Regions from separate parts of the Hordeum vulgare genome. Here region 2 is linked to region 1. The links are chromatin contacts, called in public Hi-C maps. All regions are on one chromosome and are shown on one strand. The core of a region is the stretch at or near the end of the contact, and the rest is flanking DNA. Distances in the headings are between cores, read along the strand shown.

Region 1 (2,700 bases), core at 145-2,644:
AGGAAGCTGATGCCTGTTGCGGCCGTCTCTGGCACGATCGACGATTGTGAGATCAACCGCTCTGGGGATGGAGTATGGGTTCTCCGTCCACACCCAGACGAAGAAGGCAGCCACGTTCTGAAGGCGCTCGGTCTGCCTTTCCATCCGATCAACGATGCAGGAGTCTCCCAGCAGCTTCTTGACCACATCAAGCCTCCAAGCATGGAATTTGATCCCAGAGATGGCAAGTCGGCAGTAGAAGCGCAGGTTGCGAATGGTGCCTGCCGGTGTCGGATCCCACTGCTCGAGTTGCAAACGGACAGCACCAACGCGGACATTGCCCCGCTCGAGGGCAAGGTCACGCTGGTACGGCTCAGCGAAGCGGATGAGGTAGTCCTCCGGGTGCGCTGAAGCCACTTGGATGGATTCCCAAGGGATGTCAAGTGCTTGCTCCAGCGCTTTGGCGACGAGGGATGTGGCGAAGTCGACCCTTTCGTCAGCTGCAGTGGCCGTCAATGCCGAGCGACGCAAATGATAGGCGTCGGCCTCCATCTCCGGGGTGCTCACGACGACACAGGAGGAGCGCTCCGGGCGGCGGGAAGCAAGCCCAGGGGTGAACTCCATCAGTCCTGGGTGCGCACACAGCTCCGGCCAGGCGAGGTGGTTTCCTTGCAGCGGCGGAGGCTGGATGAGATGCTTGCTGGCAGTTGGCGGTTTCAGAGGAGGGAGCGAGGCAGAGCAGGAGCGGGCAAGGTGGTCGGTCCCTTTGCAGCGGATACAGCGAACTGGGTCTCGGCAGGATGCCAAGCGGTGGCGCTTTGAGAGGCAACGGATACAACGGCCATTGAAACGGGCCTTGAAGGCTAGGTGTTGCTGCAGAGCCGCAGGATCAGAAGGAGGAGCACGTGGATGCATACGCAGCTCTCCCGAAGAGGTAGCCTTCATCTTCCTCATCTCTTTCCTGGAGCGAACCAGATTCCAATCCTGCTCGGAATCGACTGGTGCTATGGCAGCATTAAGGCTCTTGGCAGCCGGCAGAGAGGTTGCAGCTCGTGTTGAAGTCTCTCCTGGCGCCACAATAATGGATTGGAGCCTTTGGCGCGGAGGCGCGCTGGACGAGGACTGCGCCGTCCAGCCCTCGGGCGCCACGACCAGCGAGCGCAGTCTGGGCCGGGGAGGTGGTGGGGCGCAGCTCGCGGGAGAGGGCAGCGCTGCCGTGGGCTTGGAATGGTAAGATACACCTGCGGCCGGCGGGATCCGGCATTGAATCGTACCTCCAGATCCAATCGGCGAACACATCTCTTCTGCAGTGGCATCTGCGCCCAGGCAAGGCGAGGCAGAGGAGAGGCAGCCCGGGGGGAGGCCAGCAGCTGTAGCAGCGAGGCAGGGCTGACGGGGGACTGGTGGGAGGGGCTGGGCGGAGGGATCTGGGCTCCGGCCGCCGTGGGGGCAGCGGAGGGGAGAGGGGAGGAGGGTGAGTGCTCCATACCGCTAGCCCAATCAAAGCGGTGAACCGGTAGACAGTGACCCATGAGCAGCCAGTCCAGTAAAAAGAAAAGAATGCATAGAGAAGGAGAGGTGGAAATAGGAAACACGCGTCAGCAGGAAGCAATCCATCGATATCACGTCCAGGAGAGTAAAAAAAAAGAAATCAAGTACGCGTGTCAACATGCGGTAACTCCTGCTCACAAACGCACGACGGGAGTCCTTGCTTAGCCGCTATAATTCTTGTATATATATATATATACTAGTAAGCTTGCACGTGCAATACACGTATATGTTTTTTTTATCATTTGTTCTATAAATAAAATATATCAATAAAATGAAGAAAAAAAATCAGATAATAGAAAATTGTTTAACAATTACAAAATAATATTTTTTAAATAGAGACAAAAACTTTGTCTCATCTCAAATTCTTAATAATAAAGAAGATGTTTGGCTGGTTAGTTACGGAAAACCAGAAAAAAAAACGATACAGCCCACAAAGGGGCACCACCAGCCAACGTGAATATCCACACCAGATATATACGCCGTCAGAAGAGGAGCGCCGTCGAGACGGACTACAAGTGTCATCGACATCACTCCTCCGCAATTCAGCGACTTTGACTTCATCGCAAACCCATTCGAAGAGGCACACACCGCAAGGACTTGCACGAAATCTGCATGGACCTATGCCAAATAGTTAGCCACCAGGAGCAACGAAAAAGACACCTTCGACTTTATGACAGTTAATAAGCAGTTATGTTTGTTGTCCCACGATTTGCCTATTTGAGGATGGCATGTGAAGTTCGAGACGACCAAGAAAAAATAACAATCATACAGTATGTGTCACACATCGAGGACAATTCTATTTTGACCTAGTGTATAACAAAAATGGAATTAAATATTTCATGAATATTTTAGAACGTATTTATGAACTTTATATGACTATAAACTTAAGCTTTGTCCAAGTGAACATGTAAGAGATACTCCCTCCGTCCGAAAAAAGTTGTCCACGGGTTAGTTTATTTTCGTTTTTGCAAAAAAAACCTTGTGATATTATAGTCCCTGCAAATCACCCTTGCCTCTTCGCCCGCGGCAGGAACGAGCTCCAGCCATCGCCGGCAGCCGCCGCAGGGCCCAGCGCTCTGCGCACCCACCCGCGTCGCCGCTTCAATCTGCACCGCCCATGTTAATCACGCCCCGCCCCCTCTGCTTCGTCCTCCTCCCCTTCTCCGACCC
Region 2 (2,700 bases), core at 163-2,662, 530 kb after region 1:
CTTGGCGTCCTCCTCGTCATTCCTCCTGCGGGCAATCCTCACGCGAACCCTACGGGGCACGCTTCTGATCCCACTGCTCCAGATGAGCTTGTTGAGCTTCACGTCGATCCTGACGTCTGTTGTGCCCATAGCCTTCTGTGCAAACTTCCGGAGCTCTTTGATGGCATTGGGTGCCTTCTTCTTGAAGGTACTGTCAAACATTAGAAAAGACTTAGAAGGGACCATATTTAACTGCAACACACATCAATATTCAGATGAACCGGTTGGGGTAAATATGTAGAAACAGTTTCATATGGCTACTAAAACATGGTACCATGATATGTTAGCCAAGAATACTCAAGGAGGTTAGTTCGATAACAAGTAGAAATAATTAAATAGAGCAATTTAGTTCATGATTGAGTCGGATAAGCTTATTCAGGTATGCCAACTGAGGTGGGCAGCACATTAAGATCAAAGTAGTTTCCATGGTAAGTGATTGGTCCAAATCACTGATATCCAAAGTAGCCCTAATTTAACCAACCTAGACAACAAGAAAGCAGCTTTATTCAAAAAAAATTTGCAGGTGTAGAAAGCAGCTTTATTCATGACCTGAATGAACTACGTTTAACCGCCATTCCTACAATTCGAGAGGCAGAATTAAAACCGACTGTACACAAACCATTGGAAAATGTTATCCAACAAGCAACTGTGCTGAGCTGATGTGGTTCAACCTTCTTAGGTGGGGCAAGCAAACCATAGGCACAGGTAAATTGTCATCGAGCTAACGAACATGAATTGGATTACAACAAGTTGCATTAGTGGTTTGCAAATGGAATGTGATGGTACACAGCTATATTATTATGTAAAAGCTCTCAGCTGATGCATAAACGAGACCCGTGGAGAGAAGCTAACTCACAATAATAACTGGATCACAGGACAGCTAGCAGTATTACAAACTAAAAATATGGAGCGTGATGGCACAGCGGTGTGAGTATATACCTCTCAGCTAACGTCTATACAAAATTAGACAAGTATGACAGGGCACATTATATAATACTCTATGACACAGCAGCAGCACGAAATTGTTCGATCTACTCGAACAAAGACGTGAGAGAACAGCGAGCAAGATCTTGGCACCGCAAATCGAAATCTCGCTACTAATTAATGTTCGTGGCATGGACACGGCAGTAGAGAGTGGTTCAAACGAGTCAGATCCTGCAGCGGGAACGGAACGGTGAGCAAGAAGCAACAGCGCTGGGAGGTTGCGTACCAGCCATGGAGGCGCTTGTGGAGGTTGACGGTGTACTCCCTGGTTACGACCTCCTCCTTCCTCGGCGCTCCGCCCTTCTTGTCCGCCATCCCCTCTTCTCCTCCCTCGCTGACCTGCTGCTGCGGCTTCCTCCCTCCGGGTGGATTCTGTTCCGGCGGCGCGAGAGGAAAACCCTACCAGCGACGGGAATGGCTTTTATATTCTCGCGTTCCGAAGGGCGCACGTGCCGCTGACCATGGGCCTTGGTTTAGCCCATGATCCAGCAAAGTGGCGGGGGCGGGCCGCGCGGTGGCAATCCAGCATAAGTCCGCATGCGCTCGTTTTTGGGTCACCCTCTTGGTTTTAAGCGATGCACAAGCGGAAGTGCGTGATTAGTGGACTTAGTTCACTCGCAAAATGCTATGTCTTTCACTCTTTTCCAAACGGATGGATAGTGAGTTGTAAAAAAAATGAATGGATGGTGAGCTTGACTGCAATGCCGTCTGAACTAAAACTTGTTTTTGTCATTTTCTTTTTTCTTTTCTGTGCTTCCTCCGTCCCAAAATTATTGGAAACTTGTTTACTACTTCCTTCGTTCCAAAATTATTGTCTTAGATTTGTTTAGATATAAATGTATCTAGTTAAATTTTAGTATTTAGATACATTCATTTTAAAATAAAGTTAAGACAAGAATTTTGGGACGGAGGGAGTATTTTATAGGGTATTTTACTTTATGTCCTTTCCTTTTTATTTATTTATATATATATATTTAAATTTAAATTTAAATTTTTAAAATTCATGAACTTCTACAATCAGCCCAATTAAGTGTAGGGTCAATTTTTATATGTCATGGACATATTTTATAGAAATTAATGTGTGTTTTTTTAAAACTTCCCCCCTAGGTCAAAAGTTTTCATGATATTTGTATGTGAGTTATGAGGTATGTGGCGCATAAATCATCATGAATTTATGCAGAAGTTACCGGGCTATGTCTTGATGACTTTTTCTCTGGGTCAAAGTTACCATGCCAGGGGTACATAAGTTATCACGTATATGGTGTGTAAATTACCATGCTAATTACAGAAAATTTACCGTTGTATGTTTCAATAAACTCACCTCCCCCGTCAAAGTTACCAGACCCAGGAGTACATAAGTTATCAGGTATGCGACGTGTAAATTACCATGTTATTCATGCAGAAGTTATTGGGGGGCATATTCCATCAACTTTTTTCCATCAAAAATGGGTTACTATGGTGTTGGCACATAAGTTATCAGGTGTGTGATGCCTAAATTATCATGCTATTCACACAGTAGTTAGTGTGTTATATTTTTATTATGAGTAAAAGGTTACCGGGGTGTTTGTACATAAGTTATCAGGTCTGTGATGCGTAAATTATTATGGTATTCACACAAAAGTTATCTCGGCTATATTTTATCAACTTTTTTCTCGATGTCAAAGTTATCATGGTGTT

What was found. A called contact is a pair of places that touch in the nucleus more often than the background predicts.
Region 2: a contact with region 1 is called in a Hi-C map of seedling, with 3 times the contacts expected there. The contact joins the promoter of LOC123410305 here to the enhancer-like site in region 1. A contact is called at or near these places in 1 of 6 Hi-C or Micro-C datasets (seedling) and 1 of 1 datasets of contacts at active chromatin or transcription factors (embryo).

The regions. Positions count from the first base shown.
Region 1 is chr7H:171,094,522-171,097,221 of MorexV3_pseudomolecules_assembly, forward strand. LOC123411081 (a long non-coding RNA gene) reads right to left here. Exons shown (of 8, transcript XR_006613169.1): 8 at 2,345-2,700. Among protein-coding and RNA genes, the nearest start is that of LOC123411081, 6.4 kb to the right of the region's middle. Within about 2 kb of position 1,395, at least 2 of the 3 cell types and tissues checked have open chromatin away from gene starts, as enhancers often do. A contact at or near this core is called in seedling, where this site is marked.
Region 2 is chr7H:171,623,191-171,625,890 of MorexV3_pseudomolecules_assembly, forward strand. LOC123410305 (60S ribosomal protein L31) reads right to left here and starts at 1,413. Exons shown (of 2, transcript XM_045103226.1): 1 at 1,250-1,413; 2 at 1-190. The coding sequence starts at 1,338.